Regions from separate parts of the Mus musculus genome. Here region 2 is linked to region 1. A link is a contact called in public HiChIP or PLAC-seq data. All regions are on one chromosome and are shown on one strand. The core of a region is the stretch at or near the end of the contact, and the rest is flanking DNA. Distances in the headings are between cores, read along the strand shown.

Region 1 (4,900 bases), core at 1,305-3,804:
CTTAGGAGCAGCCAGGGCCTTTCCTTTGTGTTTCTTGTCTTCAGTGGCTGTGGGTGTATCGAGAATGAAAACACACCAACAGAATAAACTAAAAAGCCAGGCAGATGTGCATGTGATAATCCCAGTCCTGGGGAGGTGGAGGCAGGCAAATCCTTGAGGCTTGATGGCCAGCGTGAGTGTGATAGTACACACCCTTAATCTAGAACTGATCTCTCTGAGCTCGCAGTCTACACAGTGGCCTACACACACACACACACACACACACATACACAGAAAGACACCATACATACACACACACACACCACAGTCACACTCCCCCCTCCACACACACACACACAGAGGAGAAAGGGCCTACCATGCATGGAACCCAATTTCACACCTCAGATTTGGCTCTGGTTTTCTTTTCTTTTCTCTTCTCTTCTTTTCTTTTTTTTTTTAAGATTTATTTTATTTATATGAGTACACTGTAGATGTCTGCAGACACACACCAGAAGAGGGGGCATCAGATCTCATTACAGATGGTTGTGAGCCACCATGTAGTTGCTGGGATTTGAACTCAGGACCTCTGGAAGAGCAGTCAGTGCTCTTAACCGCTGAGCCATCTCTCCAGCCCCGGCTCTGGCTTTTCAAAGTAGGACCTATTAAAGCAAATCTTTCCCAAACTGTATCTTAACCCACCTGGTCAACCAGTTGTCTCCGATAAGATGGATGTGGCTTCACCTCACCAATGACCATGGAAGATGTCAAGTAGAGAGCAAGGGATGGACCATGGAAATGCCTCAGGTGTCTTCCCACCTCAACCTCGCTGCCTCAGGTTACGCCGATGTAGAGCCAGCAGCTGTCAAGAACCAGGTCAAGTGACAGCTGTGCTCTGATGAGAGTCCCACATCAGTTGTAACACCAAGGTGTATCCCCCTTTGATAGCTAGGTTCCCTCACTTTCACCGTTCCCTCAGTAGCCATAGAGAGAAGGAACAGAGAGAGAATGGACCCAGCCTTCTTGTCCTCCATTTTGCTCTGACCTCTGGGTTTGATAATGCAAGAGAGGAATCTCCTTCTAGGGCACATTTGGCCTGCTAGAGCACATCTGGCCTGCTACTATGCCTGGAAGGCACCAAGCTCTGCCTCTTGGCAGAAGTGGCTTCTGTTTGCATAGTTATGGCTCATCCTGGTGTAGGTCCATAAGGCCCTTTTTCTCTACCAAGAGAAATGACTGGAGGTACTGACCCCAGACTGCCCGCAGATTTTGTGGTTCCTCTTGGGTACTTGGCTACCCAGAAACTGTCAGGAGTCTCCTGTCGGTGCCAAAGCTCTGAGAAGTAAACAGGCATCAAGTGAGGCCTTGGGTATTGATGGGTGGTTGATACTTATCTTTAAAGATGACAGATCCCTCTACATAGGCTGGGAAACACAGAACAGCTAAGGATCTTTCAGTCGTACAAAAGAGGAAGAAGGCTAGTATCCAGCTCCCACATGAAGCACTTCAAACACCCTTGTCTACCTACCCCAAACTCTTAGACAGGTCCAGATGCCTTCACTCCCTCATCCATGAAACCAAAGCTTTCCTGATGCCTCCTAAACTGGACTAGGAAGCATCTGACAAGGGGGTCCTTTCCTTAAAGCTGTGAAGCCAGGCATGGCAGCACATGCCACCTTTGATCCCAGGAATCCAGGGCTATGTAGGGATACACTGTCTCCAAAAAGGACAAGGTTTGGAAAATATGCTGACTGTTCATCTGAGGTCTCAGATTCCTAGAGTTAGTTTTAACCTGTGTCCTCAAATACTGCTGAGGAGAGGGCTCTGTAACTAACCATCTTGTGTTGTCTACAGGACATAGGTAGGACTGAGTTTGCAATCTCTTTGCCAACAGAGCCAACGGATTCTGGGCACTGTAACGACTGAAAAGTGTTACTTTGTGCCATTCGAGGTGCTTTGGCTGAGCCAGATCTTGGCACTCCACTGTGTATACATACCTGAGCAAGTATATTCAGGCCCACATTGATGTACTGTGACTTACAGACTGGCCATCTACAGCCCCAGGCTGCTGTGTATTACTTGTGCCTACATGTATATACCAGCTTTTCATGCAGTGTGCCAGGGTTAAGCCCATTCTCAGGAGAGGAGCGCCTGCTACTCTTTCAGGAAGTACTTGTGTGGTGAAACAAGGGGACTTTCCTGAGATAATCCCTGTCAGGCACACTCTCTTCTGATCAGGTGCCAGAGAAAGAGTAAGGTCCTGGGGTGTAGAATAGCATAGAGCTTGCCAGGAGTCACTTTGACTCCTATATTACCAGGACATTTTAGAAAAGTGGTCCTTAGTCCAATCCTGACTGGGATCCTGTGACTTTTGCCTTCTATGTGCACAGGCTCCCATACTGGATCAGATAGGTTTGGACTTGTCACCTCCGAGGCCACCCCCTCCAGGCAGCCCTCCGAAGTACTCAACCTGCTCCGCCCCCAGACTTGGGGGGGGAGGGGAGAGTTCTAGGGGTCAAGGGTCACCAGGCGGGCTAGATCCCGGAAGCGGAAGCACGGTGTACTTCCGGCGCGCAGCAGGCGGCCATGTTGGAGCGGCGGAGGCGGCGCAGAGGTGCGTCCTGGGTCCCCGCGGCGGCGCCGGTAGGTTGGAGCCGCGGGCCTAGCGGTGGTGCGGAGTGGCTGCCCATGAGGCCACAGGGCGGCAGGGCGAAGGGACTGGGTGGCCGGCCCTTCCGGGATCCTCATTTTCCCAGGGCTTGGCCGAGACACCCCACCCCTACCCAGGACCCCACCCTGGGGGTTCTGAGGATCCTGTCGGGCGACCACTGCCCACCTTACACATTTCGCCGCCGCCGTAACCCCGACTCCCCGTCGCCGTTCAGGCCCCGGGGCCTCGGTCTCCCCGCCTGAGGGCCCCGATCTGCCCCTGATCCCAGTCCGCCCGATTAGTATGCCCGCCCCCAGTCTTCTGTCAACTTCCTGTGCTGGCCCCAAAGGAATGTGTGAAGGCAAAAGTCAGCCTGGCTGCAGCCTCTGTTTACAAAGCTTCTTGAGAGCCAAGAAGCACCCTCCCTCCCATGGGCTCAGAATGACCTAGGCAAAGAGCCCCTTGGTCCCCGCCCCGTAATATGAGCGCCGGAGGTTTGGGGTGGGAGGTAGGTCGTCCCCCTCTGTCCTACAGTTCATAGCCCACCCATTCAAAACATAAATAAATAAATAAATAAATAAATGAAAGCATTAACTTGGATTGTACTTGAAGAGCATCCTCTGGGGAGGGGAAGTGCCTCAGACACCTGAGGATCCAAGAATGTTTCCAAACAAAGAGCCCCAGGGCACTTTCTCCGGGGAGTCTGAGGACTGTGTGTCTGCTTCATTAGAGCTGTGCAGAGCGGCGGCACAGACGGGCTCCTAGACTCCAGGGACCTGTCTCATCCCAGCTGATCTTTTAACGCTCCGGTGCAGCTGGGGAATTTACCTTTTGACTCGGGAAGCCCTCAGATGCTGCGTTGGAGTGCTGGGTGTAACTTCTGAGTGACAGCCATGGCTTCCTTAAGGAAGCATAGGACGATTTGAGTGGTCCCAGACAGCTGCATCTGTTGGGACCACTAACATCTAAGGTCTGTTGCCTTTTAAGCGCTACGGCTTGGCCTACCTTCCTAGTTGGAATCTTTCCCTGTCCTTTGTCGTCAAACCTTGAACTCCTTGGTCTCGTTGCCTGGTCTCTTGCTTGCCTTAGAGATGTTTGCAACTGTCTTTTTTTTTTGGGCGGGTCTGTGTCTTATATTGGGTTTGAACTCCAAGACTAGAGCTAGGAATCAGGTCACTGAGTATCCTGTCTATAGACTCTGGTAAGGAGATGAGCCACCCCCTGCACTGGAACGTTGGCAGTTGGATGAACAGTGGTGGGGTGGACATCAGGTGGTGTAAGTCTGGGTCTTTGGGCCTATGTTCAAAGGCCTTAGTCTGTCTTCCTCAGCTACAGCCTGGCCTTCATCCATATGGTCCGTACTCTTCTTTACTTGATAGCCTCTGCAGGAGTTGCTACCCTTTTTGCTCCATTTGTACCTGCTCCTTTTTTGGTTGGCACGCAGACAGATAGGTAGATGTTACTGCTTCCAGGAGTCCTTCCCTAACCTATTAGAAGCTGGCTTGGAGAGCACCATCTGCTTCTAAGAACCTTTAATGGCAGCTGTGTCTTCACTTCCGGACTGGGTTCTTTGAGGACTGAGGTATTTGCTTATATTCCTGGGACTGAGTCTAGATATTTAGAACACCAGGAAAGAAAAGAATCAAAAGGAAACAGGCGTGGTAGTGCACAGTGTTGGGCAGCTGAGCAGCAGATCGTGTGCATCGACACGTTCCAGACCGGGAGCATAGCAAGCTCCCTGTCAAAGAGGAAAGAGTAGGATGTAGCTGAGCTCTTGGCGCGCGTTTGTGATCCTAACAGCTGGGAGGCTTCAGGAGGAGGAGTCTGAGTTTGAGGCCAGTTTGGACCTCATGGCAAACTCCAGAACAGCCAGACCTGTACTGTAGTGAGACCCTTTGTACTAATCAACTAAGCGCGATAGTAGCACTTGCCTGTAATCCCAGCACTTGAGACAGAGGGGCTGGGGGTCCAAGGCTGGCCTCAGCTCTATACAGAGTTAGAGATCAGCCTAGCTGATGAGGGACCTTGACTTAAAGCCAGAAAAGAAAAATGCCATTGCATTAAAACGAGCTAGATCTAAGTCTCCACAGAAGCCCGGTGGTAGGGTAGATGGTCTGAGGTGCTTCTGAGCATATATCCCAAAGAAATGGCCCAACGTGGTAGAGATGGTCAGGAGACCCTGGAGAGATTTATTCTGGCCAGGCCTTTCTGTCGCAGAGGGAGGGAGCCTGGCTCAAGCCGCCTGCCTTTTTTTTTTTTTAAGCTCTGTGTCCT
Region 2 (4,900 bases), core at 645-3,144, 170 kb after region 1:
CAGATGATCCTGCCCTGCCTCCTGAGTGCTGGAATTGTTACTTGCCACCTAGCCCATCCTGGCTTTGATTTATTTATTTATCGAGACAGATATCGGTATTAGAGACATGCGCTGCCACATCTGGCATGAATTTTTACTTTAAATAATCAGAATTTAAACTTTCCCTTAAGATTTTATTGTTTTCTCCTCCTCCTCCTTATTTATTTTATACATATGAGTTTACCACCATTGCTCTCTTCAGACACACCAGAGGAGGCCATCCAGACCCCATTACAGATGGTTGTGAGCCACCATGAGGTTGCTGGGAATTGAACTCAGGACCTCTGGAAAAGAGGTCAGTGCTCTTAACTGCTGAGCCATCTCTCCAGCCCAAGACTTTGTTTAAAGCACTGATTTCTATTTTTCTACAAGTTTATCTGGGCATGGCAGTGCAAGCCTCCCATCACCACACTAGAGAGGCAGAAGCAGGAAAATCTCTGTGTATTGGAGACCAACCTGGTTTACAAAGTGAGTTCTAACTGCAGTGCCCTTATTGAGGGTGATGCATGTGACATGGTACCTGTGTGGAGGTCAGAGGACAACCTGTGAAGCCGACTGTTATCCACCCATCTTTTTTTTTTTTTTTTTTTAAGACAGGTCTCACTTATATAGCCTTGGCTATTCTGGAACTCACTATGTAGGCCAGGTTGGCTTCTTCTTCTTCTTTTTTTTTTTTTTTTTTTTTTTGTTTTTCGAGACAGGGTTTCTCTGTGTAGCCCTGGCTGTCCTGGAACTCACTCTGTAGACCAGGCTGGCCTCGAACTCAGAAAATCCGCCTGCCTCTGCCTCCCAAGTGCTGGGATTAAAGGCGTGAGCCACCATGCCCGGCCCAGGTTGGCTTCTTACAGACTTTCCTGCCTCTGCCTTCCACGTGCTGGGTGAGATTAAAGGTGTGCGCCACCATGCCCCGCTAAACTTTTAGGTCAGTTCCAGGGATCAAATTTGGGTCATGGCCAGGCTTATGCAGCAAAGTGTCTTTACCCAATGGGTAATCTTGCAGGTGCTATTTTCTTTTTAATTTTATTTCATGGTGTTCTGGTCCTGGATGCATTGCTTTCATGTGTGTCTGCACAGACTTGTATGACTGGTGACCAAGCAGGCCAGAAGAAGGCATCAGACCACCTAGAATTGGAGTTACAGAGGGTTGTGAGCTGCCATGTGGGAACTGGGAACTGAATCTAGAATCAAGAAGGGCTTCCAGGGTTTCCAGGGCTCTTAACAACTGAGTCAACTCTCCTGCCCCTGTTTGCTTTTGAAACAGGGTCTTGTTATGTCATTGTACCTACGCTGAGACTTTGAATGTAAACTGATTCTTCTGCCTCTACTTCATGAGTGCTGGGATATAGGTGTGTGCCACCATCCTAGCTGTAATTTTAACAGTTTTAAACAAAGGCTAACTGATTATATATTATAAATTCTAGACGGTCATGTAATTTTCACTAGCCCTACGACAGTTTACCTGACCAAGCCTAAGAAGTTCCACTGAATGTTTTGCTATCAACTTGCCATATTCTCAAAGTCACTCAATGTCCACAAGGAATGTCTTTCAGGTTAGTTTGCTTAGTGGCCTGTCTGTGACCTATCATATTTGTGCCCAAACCACACTCAGTGTCAACACACACACATACCAAAATCAGGCCATCTGACTTGGAGCTAAGAAAAAACGATGACTGCAAAGGCAGGGAAGGGGAAGCAAGCCAACACTGGCACTTCCCTGGAGTGGGCTGAGCAGTGTGCAGTGGGTAAAGTGCTTGGCAAGCAAGTATGATGACCACAGTCGGGATCCCCAGCACCCTTTAAGTGTGGAATAGGCTTGGCAGCTTGCCTGTATTCCCAGCATGCTCAAGAGGCCCAGACATGTGACCCCTAGAGCACACTGATTAGCAAACTCTGGACTCAAAGACCCTAACTCCATATAAGGTAGAGAGTCACTGGGAAGAATTCTAGGACCTCTAGTCTCCACAGTAATGCTCACACACACACATACAACCCATGTCTGCCTGTACACACTGTAAGCATGCAGGCATACGAACATACCACAAACAAGAAAAAAGGGGGTGGGGTAGGCCTACCCTCAACTTTCATGGTGGCTTGAAGAGCATTTCATAGAATAAAAATGGGGTTAGAGCAGAAATCAGGTACAGTCCATCTTTCTGCCTTTCTCCCCCTTTTCCCTGAGCCCTCAATACCTATAACAAGATGGAGCAGATGCTGGTGGGAACCTGTCCTTCCAACTTGAAGGACACTTCTTGATGACATTTACCCTACATAATATTCTGTACTGCCTATAGGCCGCAATCCAATACAGCATCTCCAGATCTTTATTTCAAAAAACATTGACTTTACACGTGTCAAAATGAGTGTTTCTGATCACCAGTACTTCCCAAAGGTGTCAAACATCTAACAACGTCCTTTATAGTCTGTGTTTGTAAAGGAAACTGAAAAGTTATCTCTCTACCACAGACTTTCAAACATGTTCAGCAATTACCACTTAGTGACACAGAGAGACCTACAGAAGTAGACAGCAGTATAGGAGTCAAGTTTTCCTTTCTGGTTTTAAAGAGTTAGTGACTGTGCCACTCAATTTTATTAATACTTCAAAAGCAAGGTGCTGGACGAAAAGCAGAGACCACAGGGAAATTCAGGATTTAGGTATGTATTGTTAAGATTTCCTCACTGAGACGTAATGACATCTATACAAATACTTTAGTTTGTATTATCAACCAGCAGGTGGTCCCAAACAAGGATAACAGCACAGAAGCCTATAGCCTCACCACTTCATAAGCTGCTCTAGAACAGGAGTTTTCAACCTTGCTAATGCCGCGATCCTTAATACAGTTCCGCATGCTATGATGATCCCTAACCACAAAATTATTTTCATTGCTACTTCATAACTGTAAATTTGCGACAGTTATGAATCATAATGAAAATTATTTTTGGAGATAAAGGTTTGCTAAACCTTTCACAATCCACAGGTTAAGAACTGCTAGAGACATATGCCCTCATAAGCTAAGAATTTTAGAGATAATCAAAATGAAGTCAAACAAAACAGCCAGCTCAGGATGGAAACTATCTTGGTAACTATAGTGGGTTGAATAAGAATGACCCCATAATATCTCAGAGTTGAATACTCGGTCCCCAGGAAGTATCACAATTTGAAAGGATTAGGAGGTGTGGCCTTGTTGGAGAAAGTGTGTCACTGAGGGTGGGCCATGAGTTTTCACATAGCCCATTCCAAGCAGTCTCTCTCTTCCAACGAAGATACAACTCTCAGCTAATTCTCCAGCCCTGTGCCTGCCTGTGTGCCAACAAGTTTCCTGCCATGACGAAAACCTTCTAAACTTCTGAAACTCTAAGTCCCAGTCAAATGTTTTCTTTTGTAAGAGGTGCCATGATCACGAGGTCTCCCCTTCAAAGCCACAGAACAGTAACCACGACAGTGACATTTGTCTGATAGATAAGGCAGATTCAATAGCAATTTGGTTCTGGGCATACAAACAATTCTGTGACCCACTACCCTATTCTAGTTTTCAATTTTATTCACTGTGTCTTTTCACCACTAGGTTCAGGTTCTTTGTGTGTGTGTGTGTGTGTGGGGTTGTTGGGGGACTCAATATAGGGTTTCTCTGTGTGGCCCTGACTGTCCTAGAACTCACTCTGTAGACCAGGCTGGTCTCGAACTCTCAGAGACCTGCCTCCTGAGTGCTGGCACCACTAGGTTCTCAAAGAGAGAATACGTTAGTAAAATTATTTTTCAACTACAAGTTCCAAGTTCCAAGTTTACCTCAAGGCTGTTAGTAAATAACACCACAAATTTCTTCCCAAGTTCCCACCAATTGCAACCTCCTCACGAATTCAAGCAAGCCATTATTAAAATTTTAATTACTTGAGTAAACATTTGCATCTCTTGCCTACAGAGAACTAAATATACCACGGAAGATAAATCCTGCTCCTTAAGGAAACACAAAGCACAATCGACATTTAGGACCTCTCTGGTTAAGAGCCAAGTGTGTATCTTTGGAACAAATTCCTAAAGGAATTTCTGTAAATTACAAAGTATTACCTGACATCCTAGAACACTTGGATAGGATGTTTAGTGTCCAAAGCATTAATGTATAGAACACACTAGTTGTATGCAGAAATCAAGGCACACACTGAATAATGTCTACTCCAGATAACACTTCAAGCAAACCCATGACCGTGATCATCTGCTTCTTCCTTTCAGTTACCTACAGCCGTTCAAACTGTCTTCTGTCCTCAAAACCAAGTAGTTAACAAATCTTGCAATTAAAAAGCTTCCCCCAGCAAAGATCAAGCCAGCAGCCCACCGTAACTGTCACAGCCCTTCCCACACTTACCAGTGCCATAGGGAGGACGCAGCCGATGGCAGTGAGCATCAACGGCCTGAAAAAATACAGGTGGTAGTTTCAATTTTTATTTAGAATTCTTACTTGCCAACTGCCTGAAATCTTTTAAGGCTACACCAGTAGGTCTTCATGCCTCATCCAGTTAAACCACTTTGTGGTCCAATCATATTTATAAACAAAATAATCGTCACTTACTAAACAGACCAGATGAAGAAAAGGTGAGCCAGCTTCTGGGCCCCGGGTAGAAAAGGAAAACTAAAAAAGATCAAGATGAATGATGTGGCTCTCATGTGAGCAGAAAAGCAGCGAGATGAGGAAATAAAGGGTAAGAGAAGAAGCAAGGCTACTGCAGAGACGGAGGAATTGGGCGGAATCAGTGACAGTCAGTGGTGATAGAGGTGTCGCACTGACTGAGGGTGAGCCAGCAGTTCCCCTATACTTCACACCTGCACAGTCTCAGACTCTGAAAGGTCAGCTCTTAGGCTGGTAACTCT

The links. HiChIP or PLAC-seq counts read pairs in DNA pulled down with a chosen protein or histone mark.
Region 2: an H3K4me3 HiChIP or PLAC-seq map of bone marrow-derived macrophages shows a contact between it and region 1, with 2.4 times the contacts expected there. The contact joins the enhancer-like site here to the promoter of Ccdc71 in region 1. A contact is called at or near these places in 1 of 39 promoter capture datasets (liver), 3 of 115 datasets of contacts at active chromatin or transcription factors (bone marrow-derived macrophages, embryonic stem cells and microglia) and 3 of 9 other capture datasets (adipose tissue, liver and pancreatic islet).

What each region holds. Positions count from the first base shown.
Region 1 is chr9:108,457,999-108,462,898 of GRCm38.p6, forward strand. It overlaps Ccdc71 (coiled-coil domain containing 71), which reads left to right and starts at 2,555. Exons shown (of 2, transcript NM_133744.5): 1 at 2,555-2,619. It overlaps Gm51295 (predicted gene, 51295), which reads left to right and starts at 1,096; the gene lies at 1,096-1,162. It also overlaps a transcript of Klhdc8b not described here.
Region 2 is chr9:108,624,892-108,629,791 of GRCm38.p6, forward strand. The region is part of intron 3 of Arih2 (ariadne RBR E3 ubiquitin protein ligase 2); the gene reads right to left. Among named protein-coding and RNA genes, the nearest start is that of Arih2, 22 kb to the right of the region's middle. Within about 2 kb of position 1,895, at least 21 of the 459 cell types and tissues checked have an H3K27ac peak or open chromatin away from gene starts, as enhancers often do. A contact at or near this core is called in bone marrow-derived macrophages, where this site is marked.